2 separate regions of the Zea mays genome follow, and region 2 is linked to region 1. Evidence: chromatin contacts called from public Hi-C data. All regions are on one chromosome and are shown on one strand. The core of a region is the stretch at or near the end of the contact, and the rest is flanking DNA. Distances in the headings are between cores, read along the strand shown. Region 1 holds the start of LOC100280984 (serine-rich protein). Region 2 holds the start of LOC103654172 (ethylene-responsive transcription factor ERF003).

Evidence for each region. Hi-C and Micro-C count contacts between places; a contact is called where the count stands out from the background.
Region 2: a Hi-C map of endosperm shows a contact between it and region 1, with 1.9 times the contacts expected there. The contact joins the promoter of LOC103654172 here to the promoter of LOC100280984 in region 1. A contact is called at or near these places in 3 of 25 Hi-C or Micro-C datasets (bundle sheath, endosperm and tassel).

What each region holds. Positions count from the first base shown.
Region 1 is chr4:178,624,100-178,631,570 of Zm-B73-REFERENCE-NAM-5.0, forward strand. LOC100280984 (serine-rich protein) reads left to right here and starts at 4,097. Exons shown (of 1, transcript NM_001153904.2): 1 at 4,097-4,928. The coding sequence starts at 4,170. The coding sequence ends at 4,628. It overlaps LOC109946069 (a long non-coding RNA gene), which reads right to left and starts at 2,327. Exons shown (of 2, transcript XR_002269216.2): 1 at 2,282-2,327; 2 at 1,810-2,169.
Region 2 is chr4:178,875,408-178,882,878 of Zm-B73-REFERENCE-NAM-5.0, forward strand. LOC103654172 (ethylene-responsive transcription factor ERF003) reads left to right here and starts at 4,422. Exons shown (of 2, transcript XM_008680995.4): 1 at 4,422-4,756; 2 at 4,902-5,630. The coding sequence starts at 4,674. The coding sequence ends at 5,283. LOC100274234 reads left to right here and starts at 6,406. Exons shown (of 7, transcript NM_001148604.1): 1 at 6,406-6,689. The coding sequence starts at 6,554.

The DNA.
Region 1 (7,471 bases), core at 2,847-5,346:
TTTATTAAAATAATTGTCCTAGGTGATACCTCCTTAGTTAATTTACATATGAAATAACATGATGATTCAAAATACAGATATGAATATGAACAGAGCAAACACATGAAATTCCTATCCAGCTTTGACAACATTAACAGCTGTTATATTGGAGTTCCAAGTAGTACATAAGGGGGAAGTTTGGACCTGAAGTGTGGGGCATACATTGCCATATAACTATGGAATGAAAAGAGATTGATCATCATATTCCTGCTTTCAAGAAAACTTTGAAATATTTGAATGGTACGATACTATTTTTCTGCTTTTGAGAAAACAAACAGAAGCCTGTTTGGAAAGAAGAGACTGGATGCTACAAAACAAGGCAGAACTGATCATCATGGAACTGAAGTAGAGCTTTCACGAACTCCCCTGGAGAGGTCAAAAGTTTATTAAAGCAAGCATTCTTGAACTCCCAGTTTAACATCCATAGACGAAAGCAATACTGATTCTGATAACGCATCCACACCCTATCATAACCTAGAGAAGAGCACATGCCATGGAATTAGAAATGAAGACTGGTGACTCCAGCAGCGTAGCTGGGCTCAGGCCAGGCGGGATGGTGAGGTAGGGCGATGGAACTTCGGGTACTGAATTGTCAGCTCCAGCTGCTGTGCTGAAGGGCATGTTGAGCTTCGGCACCATGAATCCAGCTCTTGCCTGCATCCTCTCGGCGAGGCTGCTGCCAGGACTGGACTTCTGGCTAAGATGTGGAGTCACTGGCACTGACCGAGCTTCCTCCTCAGGCGGCCTTACGGCGACTGTAAATCACACCGTCGACACATGAGTCAAGCAGCGAGTCACACTGGTGGCGGCGGAGGAGGAGGCGGCTACCAGTTCCATTCCACGGGCGGCTCAGCTCGTCGGCAGCCAGTCCATTCCACGGACGGCAGCAGCGGCGGGGCTCAATCCTCCGGCTAGGTGGCTGCCGCTGCGATCGACGACTGCGGCGCTGCGCGCGCGATCGGGATCTGTTGTTCGTCGGCCCAGATCCAGGCCCAAGGGCACAACGGGATGGGTAGGCGGACGCGAGGACGACGACAATCTCGATGGTGTAGGTGGGCTGTGGGGGAGGCGGCTGGGTGTACGTCCCGGCGGCTGTCTCGGTAGGGAGGACATCGCGAGCGGTTGTCTCGGTGGGTCGGGGGGGGCAGATTGCCATGCGTCGGAGGATGCGGCGCTGAGGCCAGGGCGAACGGAGAAGGGTTGGTAGAGCTGGGCGGGCGGGCGCTTCGCGGCGGGGTTCGCGCGGAGCGGTCGTGGCGGGCGCTTAGCGGCGGGGTTAGCGGCTGGCAGGCGGGGTAGGAGGCGGGAGCAGTCTACAATCTCCTCTTATTAGTTAGTAGAGATTTTGGACACCCTGCAGGATCCATATGACCATATCCAATGTCTCCTAGTCTATCCAGCAACCGAATTTGTGAGCATGCGTGAAATAAAGAATCGGTTTTTTTTCAAACATGTTTAACACCCAAATTTTAGTGTTGCAAAAAGTATGGTATTTTAGTGGAGTCAGCAAACAAACTTTTAGGTACATCATCTTTACTACTCAGGAATTACTCTGAAAGAATTAACACAACTATAGTGTACATAACTCAGCCGTAACCAGTACAGTATGGATTACTATAACGAAGGTGTGAAATGAATTTGGGTGCTCAAGAGTCAAGGCTTTAGGAACACCTGATCTTTGTTCCCCCTTTTTTCATATATATGCTACATATATACTAAGGAAGAAAATAGAAAAAAAAATTGGGGGCTAGGAAGGGGAGAAAAAAACACTGAACATCGTGTAAAAATTCATTCATGATTCGTCCAAGAGTGTTCAAGTTTTACAGCTTATGTTGATAAGTGAAACAACTGGACTGGCTTTTCACCTTTTATCATCTTAATGTCCCTGTGATTGTCCTGTGCGCTATAAAGGAACTTTTCCTTTTTATGTTTTCTTTTTCATAGACCAGACGTGAACTTGTCTTGACTGTAACTGTAAATCTGCAACACAGCACCTTTAGGATACTTGCGCCATGTCTCGATGATACTGGTCTATCCATCCCTCTATGATCTCAACTTCTTGCCTCCTCTGTTCTGTAACCCAGTCCGGATCCTCATCGGTCGCGAATCTGAGGTCCAGATGATGCGCCCCTGACCACAGAAGTGATGGCAAGTAACTGCACGTAAGTGAACAGCGAAAAATGCCACAACGATCTTACATTTTTTTTCTTCTTCTTCCTCCTCCTGAGGTTTCCATGCTCACCTTTCTCCATGACAAGGGCAACGATGCTGGACGAGATGTTCTTGAGCACCCTGGTTGTCGTAGAACAGTAAACCCATACGCCATCAGAGACAGAGACCGAAACTATATATATATGAAGCGATGGAGACCGAAACTGAGACGGACAGATGGACCTACCCGCCTCGGCTCCACGGGTCTCGCATTCCGTTGGAGAAGATGATGTTGCTCCTGAACCTCTTGAGCACCTTGTCGATTCTCTGCAGGAAGTTTCCAGTGAAGGGCTTGTACGTACACTACTGAAACTCTGAAAACGACGCTTACATATCCGCCGTATTCAGTGGTGATCCAGTGCGGCCTGGGCCGGACCCCGGTCGACTGGAAGCAGGCGCGAGCGGGCGCGAGCGGGCGGGCGCGCGCGCGGGATCCGCTGGAGGTAGGGATCGGGAGGGATCGGAAGGTAGGGGATCGGGAGGTCGGCGGGGTAGTTTGCCTGGCGCTTGCGGGATCGTGTGCGCGCGCGGGATCCGTCGCGGGAGGCAGTGGAGAGCGGGGGCAGTCTACAAATGGCTCTTAATAGTTGTAAAGATATTTTGCATCACCGAACATCAGTGTTTATGTAATCCCTTGTATTCTAATTGTTCTAGTCTAAGCGGAGACCAAAGTATGGGAGCACGCGCGCACTGGTCTCCACATACGTAGTCGTTAGGCGCCGCGCGCGTGGTTTGTATAAATGCAAACAGAAGAATCTCACAAGACAAACGAGATACACAGAGCGCCACGCTGGCCGACGATGCGGTTCTCGCACAGTATTATACAGACACAGCTAGTTAGGCTGTGCATGCGCCAATCAATAAAAAGCAGGCGGTTTGATTAGTCGCTCACCCAATCAGCTGGTGGATTCGAGATACATGCACGCCACCACCCCCCAAAGAATATGCAGTGCTTGTAGCATTGTACAGTTAACAAATATCAGGACGACGTTAGTACTAGTAGCTTATAATGAAGCAACGGTCGTTGCATGCAGATGGACAGGGCCACAGGTGTGAGGTGTCCCATATCTAGACGGCACGCCGGTACAGGCGAGCAGTAAAAAAACAGCAGTGCCCATGCGCTGTCCGCGCCGGCCTTGTCCCCCGTCCATGGCGGCTGGCGGGGGCGCCACGCACCCGCAGCGCCGCGCCCGTGGGTTTGGATGGGGCATGCGTCCGACACGTGTGGTCACGCGGCCCCGGCCCTGCCCCCGGGATGATCAATGTAGTACGTACGAGATAAGGATTGGCCGCCAAAAGGGATGGGGAACGGCGACACAGAGTTATTGTTCTATTCTAGGGTTAACCCCCAGGATTAAACTATAACGGAAGCATGAAGCCGCTAATTCAACGGACACAAAGGCCCATGCGATTGCGGATCCACAGATACGGAGTACTATATCATTCCTGCCCACGCACAAATCAGTTGGTGGCATACATGCCACATGCCAGTGGGCCAGCCGAGCCGAGCGCCACAAATCAGTTCCTGTTCTCTCTACCCGCACACAATGCGGAATCGGATGGATCCTATTCCTATGGGCGGAATCGTCATCTCCAGCTCCAGCTCCAGCTCTCCTGGTCGTTCGTTCGCGCGTCACGTCGGATTCCACCACCAGCCTGCCCCACCCCCATGGGTGGTCGTTACCCTACCTCCGTCGAACCGGGGACCGGGCCACATCTAGCTTTCCGGTGTCCATGGCCGCCCGCCCACCGCTTTCGCAGCTCCTAACCACAGTTTAGCTCAACCTAACCCCAACCCAGACCAGGTCAGCCCAGTTATAAATAGCCTCTGCACCGCGCGCCCCTCAAGTTTGCAGAAACGAAAGCAGCAGCCCAATTGGGAGCTCCACTCCACCCCACCCAACTCGCCGCCACCTCTCATGGCGACTGCTGCGACCACCACCAGGAGGCCGAGCGGCCCCGTCCTCTCGGCCGCGCACTACCGCTACGCCTCGCCCACGCGCGTCTCGCTCTCCGGCGCCGGGCAGTCCGTCAGCGTCAGCGTCTCGTCGTCGTCGCGGGGCCGACGGACCTGCATGTGCTCGCCGACCAGCCACCCGGGCTCGTTCCGCTGCAGCCTGCACAAGGAGCGCGCGACGAAGCCGCCGCCGCCGCCCCTGACCACCACCAGCCGTCTGTGCGCGGCGGGCAGGCGGATGGGCAGCGCGCTGGTGCGGATCGGCGCCGTGGAGGGCGGCCAGTGCGCGCGCCGCGCGCTCGCGGCCACCACGGCGCAGCACCGCCGCCGCGTCGGCGCCGGCGCCGGCCGGCCCCGCCCTAGCCGCCTCTCCGCCGTCTCCGTGGCCGGCGACCGCCCCGGCGACAACGGCCACCTATAGACCCGCCGCCGACTTGCCACCGTACCGTGTAGAGCTAGCCTAGCGGCACTAGTAGTAACAGTATAGTACTAGCATCGTAGTAATAATAATAAAAAAATTTGGACCGGCGGTTAACTAGAACAAGACCAGAGCAGAGCCGGGAGGTTGGAGCGCTGGATCAGGACTAGTTTTGGGAGCCTGGTCCATGGATCATCACCATCATCCAGGGAAAAAGGCTCTCTCTTTCTCTTGTACGTGTACTGTGTACATAGAATTGCAGATGATGGGATGCATGCGAGTGTCCAGTTTGGATTTCTTGGATGGATAAACATGGCAGGAGGAATGGAGACAACTGGATTTTGCCCAAACTGTGGAGGCCACTCACGATCTTGTCCGGATCAACCTCTCTCTTTATCTCTCCGGTTGTTGGCTGCCTGGGTCTGGGTCCGCTGCATCCGCGTCCGTCCGTCTGGATAAGCTTGGCCTCGTCGTTGTTGAGTGCGCGCGGGGGACGCCGGCCGTCACGCGGGGAAGGCGGGCAGGGTGTACGTGGAGCCTTCCCTTCCGTGGTCCGTGGAATACTACTACCGGCGGGCCAGGCTATCCATAGAAGTAGAACGCTAGCAGCACAGTATTTTTTTTTCTTTAAGACAAAAAAATTAACAGAACAGTCCACTAAACCAGGTCAGGGGCTCCCGGTCGCGTGGACCTGGTCGCCGCGGCAAACAGAGGCACCGAATGGAGTACGTCGCTGCGGCAAGAAAGTCCGTTTCCCTCAGGCCCAGGTCGCGGACTTGCAACAAAACAAGTATTGTCAGATTGACCTAAATACCTAATACGTACGTACCCCTCTGGCCAGGGTAACGAAACGACGTCTTTGGTCTGATCCTCCGGCTTCGAACCATCCGAAGAACAATTAAATGTGGGCCCTCAAGAGATTGGAAACGTCCATGCACGTCACTCTAGAGATCCGAGGAATTTAATTTCAGTAAAACATCAGAACGTACGTACAGTGGTACTATGGGCTGACCCTCCTGTGGCAGGGTACGTAAACGACGTTTTTACTCCGATCTCACCGTTTTTTTTTTGATAACTTTGCAAAACAAACATTTCTGGTTGCAACTGAGCATTAACCGTCACACCTAGAAATGTCAATGGGGACCCGATACCCGATAACCCGTGGGGAATTCCCCTATTAGGGTACGGGTATGGTACAAAAATTGTCCCCATGGGTATGGATATGGGACAAAATCTCTACCCATTGGGTAAACGGGTATGGGTTTGGGAAGCAATAATCCGAACCCGATTACCCATGTGTATTTCATACGTGTACACATGTCATGTTTGTATGAATGAGTTGAGGCAGAGTCGACCATCAAACTCGGCAGACTCCATTTCTTATATTGGTCCCAAGTACTGATTTCTTTTCTGATGGATGGATGAATGGATAATGGTTCATAGATGAGTGCTTCCGATGTGGTGATGTATGAAATATGGATACTTCGTGCTAGATATTAGTACCTAGTTATTCCTTAATTGGGGATGGGGACCCATTGGGGACCCGAAAACCGAATGAGGATGGGTATGAGATGAGTTTTGTACCCATGATGAGTATGAGTATGAGTATGGGGATGTATCAAACATGATGGGGATAGGTCTGGGATGCTATAACCCGATGGGGAATTACCCATTGACATCTCTAGTCACACCGGCCGTTGCAATTCTGTAAATTGACAAAACCACAACGTTTTATATCTAACTATAAAAGAATTATAAAAATGCAATTAATTATCTTTTATAGCTAGCCACAAAAGATACGTGTTAATACATGTGAACCTATGCGCCTAAGGCCAGTTCCAGTCCCACACACGACAAATAAGGAGTGATATAATAATATTGTCACCTCTCGATAAGCCTTACTTCAAGATAGGCGAACAACACGCAAAAGGGTTAGGACATCTACATCAGGGCGATGTACACGACATTGTAAAGTACTGTTTTTTACTGTAGGTTACAATATTTGTAGAGTATAATTTAAAATATAGATCAAGATAAAGAGTTTGCTAGAAATAATTCCGATCTCGCCTTCACCACGGCAGCACAGACCCCAAGGCAAAAAGAATCTAGGAATGAGTCTGAAATTCTGAATATATCGATGGATTGCACACACATATACGAAACTTTTACTGTGGTGCGTTAGGTTTCTTGTTCAACCATATATGCAACTGCTCCACCATTATGGCCGTGACAAGGACAGCAATACAACGAAGGTCCCGTTTGGTTCCTTTATCTATGGACTAAAGTTTAGTCAGAGCATCTCCAAGAGACTAGCTAAATAGCTTGTCAAGCTAAATTTTAGCTATTTAATAGCAAAATAGTTTTATAACAGACTAGTCATTTAACTTGCCAAGTTATCTGGCTCTCTAAATTAACTCTCTCACTAGTTAAATTTGGCTACCAACTCTCGCTAGCCAAGCTAACTTGCATATTGGAGAGTCTGTTGGAATGCGATGTTATATACAGAGTTTAATATTTATGGAGAGATAAATAAAGAGTAAAATAGAGAGTTAAAAATAAAAAGTCTCTTGGAGATCCTCTTAGGAGACTAAATTTTAGTTCTTACTCTGTTTAGTTGTAGAGACTAAAATTATTCAAATCATATTAAATAAATCATAAGAGGACTAAAATAATTAACCCTTAGCATTCTCCTGCAATTAGTACAACTGAAATAAAGGAGGGACAAAAAAGTGAAATTTATATGGTTTAGTCCCCTTTTAGTCACTCCTTGAGAGACTAGAGACTAAAATATTTTAATTCCATATCATTTAGCAATTTAGGGATTAGATTAGACTAAAATAAAGAGA
Region 2 (7,471 bases), core at 3,172-5,671, 250 kb after region 1:
AGATGCATGCATCAGGCAGGCACAGAGAAAGCTGCACCTGATGATGCAGGGTGCCAGGATCCTACGGGACATGGTCGGCATCCTACACACGAACGTCGCCGTCACGGACATGCAGCTTATTATCCCGTGGCCGCCACATGGGGGTTCCGGACGCTGTCCCGCGCGCGCGCTCTCGCCGGTCGTCGTCGCCGCCGGAAGTCCAGCCGTTCGGACACCACAGAGCCGCTGGACGATGCCGACGACGACCACCACCACCACCAGGCGGGATGGAGCTCCTCCGTTGATGAACCGACCGGGATTCGGCGAATACGTACCGACATGCATGCCACACATGCGTACGTGGCAGCAGCGCTAGCGGCTTCGTCGTCCGCTGAGCATTTCGCAGGAGTGATCCCCATGATTGACATCTCGTTCGCGCGCGTTCTAATTAAGCTGCATGCATCATGCATGCTGCCCGGCCAGTGCCCAGATACACTACACATGAGATAACAGGTCGCGATCGATCACCCGATCACGGCCACATGGGCGTTCTACGTGCTGTCTGCCATGATCCATGGCGCCTAGCTGCCACCTGCCATGCTTGCTTTGCACTTTAATTTCATCTCATCTCATCTCGTCAGCAAGCTAGCCGTCGGCGCTGGATAAGGCAAGGCAAGCCGCAAGGCATATGCATGCAGGTTTCATCGCGAATTAATTGCACCAGGATCTAGATATAGGGCCCCCCTGTGATCTTCATGGCTGATTGTTTGCCTGTACATGTTAACAATAGCAAAGACTCTATTAGCACATACTAGCAAGGTCAATTAACTGATGGACAAATGATTTGCTAACTCTCTTGTTAACAATTAGCTAATTTATTAGTCACCTCGTTTGCAACCTAATATATGCTAAAGCCGGCAAATTATTTACCGGATGGACGGTAGCAGTTTCTCTTGCATTGGTTGGGTGCGCCGATCAGCTGGGATGAGCTTCTTCAGCTCGCTCGTTAAGTCGCCTCTGGAATGGAATACAGCGGGAAAAAAGCACCACCGCGGAAGAAAACAAAAGCAACAATATACGGCAGGGAGGGTTTGACTGGCATATCATTTTTTCTCTCCTGAAAATATAAATCCAAGTGCTGGCCACGTACAGTACGGGGTTGCTGTCGAGTTGAACGAGCTCATGGCATCCTAAGACGATCTTGTCCCAATCATTGCGTGTCACCCTGTGTCAAAATACGATCCCACGAAATGCGGATCGCGGGCGAGGGCTAATGACTGCGTTTGGCCGGCCGCGCAAAAAAACATCGCAAATCCGGCTCCTGCAAACTACTAGTACGTGCTAGTACTTAGCAACAACTGCTAGGCAATGATGTGCAAAACTATCTTGAAAACCGTCCTTGTACCGAGCTCACGCTTGGACAAACATTGCATGAGAGCTAGTTTGATGGCATGGAAATGGAGGGTATCTTTGAAAAGAATTCTCTTGCTATTAAAAATTGAATAGTAAGAGGTTATTACCTCATTATCTCTTTCACCTATATGATCATCAAATCAGCTCTAAAGGCTTGTTTGAAAGCAAGGGTAATAGAGGAGATTGAGAGGGCTCAAATCATTTACTATTCAATTTCGAATAATAAGTGATTTAGACATCTCAATCCCTTACATTACCCTTGGTCCCAAACGAGGGGTAACGAGACAAAAATCCCATCAAGAATGGTCTCATCACACCGTTTTCAATGCTGCAGCTTCAACAAGAGTAAAATAAAATTAAGGACCTGTTTAGGAACATAGTATTTCCTTAGTTCCAAGGCAATACTGTGTTATTTGAATTTTGAGCATACCATTGTATTTTAGACCAAAAAGTGTTTGAGAGCGCACCTAAAAAATTGTATTTTTAAATCATGATTTTACCAATACCATAGTATTTTTGGGGTCAATTTTTTTTGGTGTGGACAAAGTTTTTTTATTCTTGCACACAACTAATGTCTTTTCTTCTCGTACACCGCAACTAAAATAATAAGATATTGTGTCTTCAAACAGGTGTTGAATTGAATTGATGTAAAATATACCATAATTATGTCATGACATACAATAAAGTATGGTATTATAAATCGTGGTTTTGAGAAACATAGCTCCCAAACAAGGGCTTGTTTGGATCTCATGAGCTAAAACCAAAAAAATGACTCAAGTTTAGTTATTTGGCAGAAAGAGCTAAAAGCGACAAAATAGCAAAAAAAGTAATAATTTAGTCACTTTCAGTTGTTCTTGTTTGGATCTTTATCTCCTAAATGATAGAACTTCATTCACTTTTGCTTTAGTAACTAGAATTTAAACAGGCCCTTTATTTTAGTCCTGTGGTCTAAATAGTTACTCCCTTCGTTTCTTTTTAGTCGTCGTTGGATAGTTTAATTTTGTATTATTCAGCGACAACTAAAACGAAACAGAGGGAGCACTAGCTACGCATCTGAGACCGTTAGCGCTGCGCAGCGGGAACGAGAGACAGGGCTTGTTTCGTTGACAGTCTAATTTGCATATTTTATTTAACATTTTTTTTATGTAAGATTAGTTCTTAAGTTCGAACAAGTATGACACTACAACTAAATACGCCTAGAGTCAGCCGTAGGCTCGCAGGTATCTGAGCCTACTCTACTCTGCGGGCTGCGGCGCTGCGCGGGGCGTGGGCGTGGGCGTAGGCGTAGGCGTAGGACTGCTTGCGCTGACGAAACCAATGGGCGCGCGCGCGTCTCATGCGCACTACAGACCGCACATGCTGACACTCACTAGCTGTCACCGGTCACCTACACTTGCACGCACGCCAATCCAACCCCCAACCCCCCCCCCCCCCCCCCCCCCCTTGCTCTTCTTCCCAAGGCCGACGTGGAAGAAATTGGCGCTGGCCCTCTACGCCCGCCGCCTGCGCTAGCGTCACCGCCTTGTCGGCTGGCCGCCCGGCCGGCATGGCATCCGAGTACCGCCATGTGCTATCTTTCATCTGGTTCTGCCTGCACACACATGCACACGACGGCCGCCGTGGCCATGCATGTCTCTTCGAGCTCGAGCGGATCAATGCACACGGGCACCATGTACTAGTAGGCGTAGGTGTACGCGTGCTGTTCCTACGAACGGCACAGGATCGTCATGTCGTCGTCCGCTCCTCTTGACGGCATACATGATACGGCCACACCCCAATCGCTCCCTAGTAGTCCTATCTCCGTCCATCCATCAACTTTAGCACAGGATCGATCTCTAGCTAGCTATACTGCCCATATATAGGACGACTGATCGATGGTGGTCACATGTGATGTGTCTTGTGCATGCATGTATATATGCTGCTCAGTACAAGTAGCTAGCTAGCAGGTAATCTAATCCGCGGATAGCATAGCACGCACGCACCAGAGAATTCGGGGTTTCACCCCCACGGCCCCACCCCACGTCCCCACCACCCGCAACACCCCGGCCGGCATCTCATGTGCCCGGGTTCCATGTGGCCTTGCGTTGTCTGACTTGCACCGGTGCACGTTCCCCCCCGGCCCGGCCGACGCCGCTGGCCACTGGGAGTGCCAGGACCAATCTCCTGCATGCCCCCTTGTCTCTACGGCGAAAGGTCAGCTTGCTAGTAGTACCAGCTAGCTAGTAGCTAGCGCTAGCGCAGCAATCAACAGGGCTGCGGCCCTGGCGCCCTGCTGCGTCGCCCACTGCTTTTGTTTTTGCTTTGCTATGCTCTCGATCGGCTGATTGGTAGAGACTAGAGAGAGCATCAAATCCTTCGGATGATGTGCGATCTGCATCAATCGACCAGATGAGTTGCTGTGCCTAAAAGCTCAACTCGATCCGCACAGCTGGACGACCAGTTCACGAAACACACACACACACACACACACGAGTACTACCACCTCCGGAATGCAAACCTCACGTTTCCCTCCTTGAGGAGCCAAACGATTTTTGATTCAATGGAATATATGAAAACAATAAAAAACAAACATTTATGATACTAAAAATTATTATTATTTAATCGACTGTAGAATTATTTTTAATAAGTTTTATTGGAGATACAAATATTGATGTTGTTTTTTTATGATCTTAATTATTTTTTTAAAACAATTGGTGTAAGCATGAAACGTTTTTTTATTTTTTTGCGACGCATAAGACTTTTGTTAAGGTCTTGTTCGTTTACGTCGGATTGCACACGGAATCGTTCCAATTAATCAAAGTTTATATAAATTAGAGAAACAATTTAGCTAGGATTTATTCCGACCCATCAATCTGACATAAACGAACAAAGCCTAAAGAAGGGAGCAACCGTGACGCTCGCTGCCTTCCGGATTTGCGAGGGGGAGAGGACGAAGAAGAAGGCGAGCAGTGACCAGTGGAGCCAGCAGTCCAGCACCAGCCGACCACCACGCTGAGAATGAGATCAATGACGGCACGAGGCGGGGCCGTGCTCGTGGGACCCGCCTGGTGGTAGCCTTTCTCCGGGCGTCGTGTAGATTCCAAATTTCCCCATCTCTCTCCTATTTATAGGCGCCCCTTCCATATCCCGCGAATGGCGAATGTCTCGCACACACTCCCCTGCCGCTGTGCCGCACCCGCACCCCTCCAGCGCGCGCGGGCACGAGCACGAGTACGAGGCTCCATCGCCGGACGACCAGGTAGTTGCACTGCCGCCACCGTCGACGACGACCGAAGGCGACGATGGCCAGGCCGCAGCAACGGTACCGCGGCGTGCGGCAGCGCCACTGGGGCTCCTGGGTCTCCGAGATCCGCCACCCTCTCCTGTACGTAGCTAGCTTAGCCCAGCAGCGTATAGTATAGGCCACGGCCACCTACGCTACGCTACGCGCGCCGCCCCTGTTCCTCACCTCGCATCGTCCCGTTCCCGGAGCTGACCGCGCCCGGCTGGGGCTGTTGATTTGCATGCAGGAAGGCGCGGATATGGCTGGGCACCTTCGAGACGGCGGAGGACGCGGCGCGCGCCTACGACGAGGCGGCGCGGATCATGTGCGGGCCCCGCGCGCGCACCAACTTCCCCGCCGACGCCAACGGCCCGCCGCCGTCGTTCCTCTCCGCGGCGCTCGTCGACAAGCTGCACCGGTTCAACCTGGCGTCCGTGCAGGCCGCGCAGCGGCAGAGAGAGGCGGCGGCGGCGGCGGCGGCAGCAGCAGCAACCTCCGCGCCCGCGACGCCTCCGACGCCGCCGGCCACGCAGTGGGGCGGCGGCGGTAGGTCCCTGGAGGAGCAGCACGTGGAGCAGATGATCGAGGAACTGCTGGACTCCGACTTCTCCATGGAGATTTGCTGCTAGTGCTAGGCTAGCCGCGACGCGACCTGCCTAGCGACTGGCTAGCGCCCCCGGCCGGCCCGTCACCGCCGCGCTCCGCTCCACCTCTCCTCTGTTCTTGTTCTTGCACTTGCACCATGCGTCGCGCTCGCGCTCTTCTTTGTACTCGTGCCGACGTGCGTAGTATCGCTCAGCCGCTGCAGCGTGCGTAGGAGCCTGATTTGTGTACGCCACGTGTATAGCTGTAGCTGTACGTATAAGTATATATATGTAATCGAGCATTCTCATTCTTGCAAATTTAAAGGCCGCGTGCGTGCAAAACATGACAGCAGCGGTCAGCACCCATGAGGCCGTGACCCCTGCTGAGGCCATGCCATCTCGTCTCTCCCATGTTTCCTGCACAGGACTCAGGGATCCGAGTGTCCTGCTGCACCAGCACCAGTGCACCACCGCCAAGGGCCAAGGCTGCTTCGCGTGTGTGTGTGGGCCTGGCCCACCTGGCAGCTACCGCACGTTAAGGAACTGCTCTCCTGAGAATGAACCGTTGCTCCTGCGGTCTTGCTACCATGCTATGCCATACGCCCATACTCGCGCGCAGTTTCTTATTTCTGGGCTCTCAAGGACAACATGTGCGTACGTCGGTCGAGGGTTGTGAGAGGGACAGGGAGGAATTAATCATGCATGATGTGTGTGTGGTTCGTGGGACATAGCTCAAGCATCCCTTGTGCTCCTGTCTCCTACTCTGCTGCCATCGTCTATGTTCCTCCCTTCTCTTCAGGTGCCTTCTTTTCTTCTTCTTCTGCTGTCCATTCCTGTGCTGTGTACAGAGATCCTCCGGTTGCTGTTGCCTATCTCATTCGATTTCAAATATGCAGAAAAAAACCATTTCCAATTTTCAAGATCCAATAAGAATTAGATTAATCTAGATGAATTTTATGCTGTCCGACTGTAGAGTGTAGAGTACGGATATACTGTATATTTTTTTCTAAAAAAAAGACATCTAGAACAAAGCGGTCTGTGGTCGCATGCTCCATGTACTGGGCCGTAAGAACTAGTCCGACTCGACTCGGCCCACATGCTGGAGATAAAATCAATCAAATGAATTTTTAAAAACCTGACCTCCGGGAGGCTCCCACAGGCCCGTACCGAAAATCCTCCCACACGCTGACGCTGGTGCCCGTTGCTCTGTCCTCTGTTCGAAAAATTTCCTCTTGTTGAGACCTGGGGCATCTCTCTCTCTCGCCCCCCCCCCCCCCCCCCCCCCCCCTGCTCGCGGCGCAGCGGAGCCGACGCGATGCCGCCGAGGAGGAAACGGCGAGCACCACCGGCCAAGTCGCAGAGGCAGACGGAGCCGGATCCGCAACCGCAAGTGCCCCCTGGCGCCGACGCGCCGCTGGAAGAGCGGCTGATATGGGGCAGCCAACAAGAAAGTACGGCATCGTAACCTCCTCCCTATCCCTCCCCATCTTTGCTACTGGTAGGGGCTGCGCTAGATTTCAGCTCCTGGTTGATGCATCATGCCAGCTGCCAGCATATCATCTGGCCGTAGTTTCTGTTAGTTGGGGCAAGACTACGGTGCGCAAAGAGGATTTCGTTGCTCTGAAGTGGAGTACTTTGTACCGGCTCTACTGGTTGGTTAACCGGAATGGGTGGCTCAGTTGGCCCTGTTTATCAGGAACTCCTGTTGGCACCAACAACCAAATGTTACTTGAGCTAGCTATTCTACTTCCTAGACTGAAGAATCATTTCAACCTGGCAAAAATTAAGCGAAACAGCCTGAAGGTGGTAGGTGAAATAGCATAGGGCCTGTTTGGAAGGCAGGAATCTTACAAAAAAATAGTTAAATCTTACAGGAAAAACACAGGAATAAGGAAAGAAACCAAACAGGCCCTTAAGGCCTTGTTCGGTTGCATAGGGTTTGGTCTTTGGAGAGAATTGAAGGGGTCAATTTTGACTAGCAAGGGATTTAATCCCCTCCAATCTATTTTTATCCACTCCTAACCAAAGAAGCCTCCTAGCCGAACGAGCCCTAAAGTAGTTCTGTTTTTGCACATTTAGAACAGCAGCGTGGAATTATGTTTCCCTACATCCTGCTCAGGCGCTAATGTTGAAGGCCAACTGTTTTCTTTCTGCATCAGCAATGCACGACATAAACACTGTTTACATATTCTCATGCAACGATTAGGATTCAGATTGTTAATCCAGAGTTCCG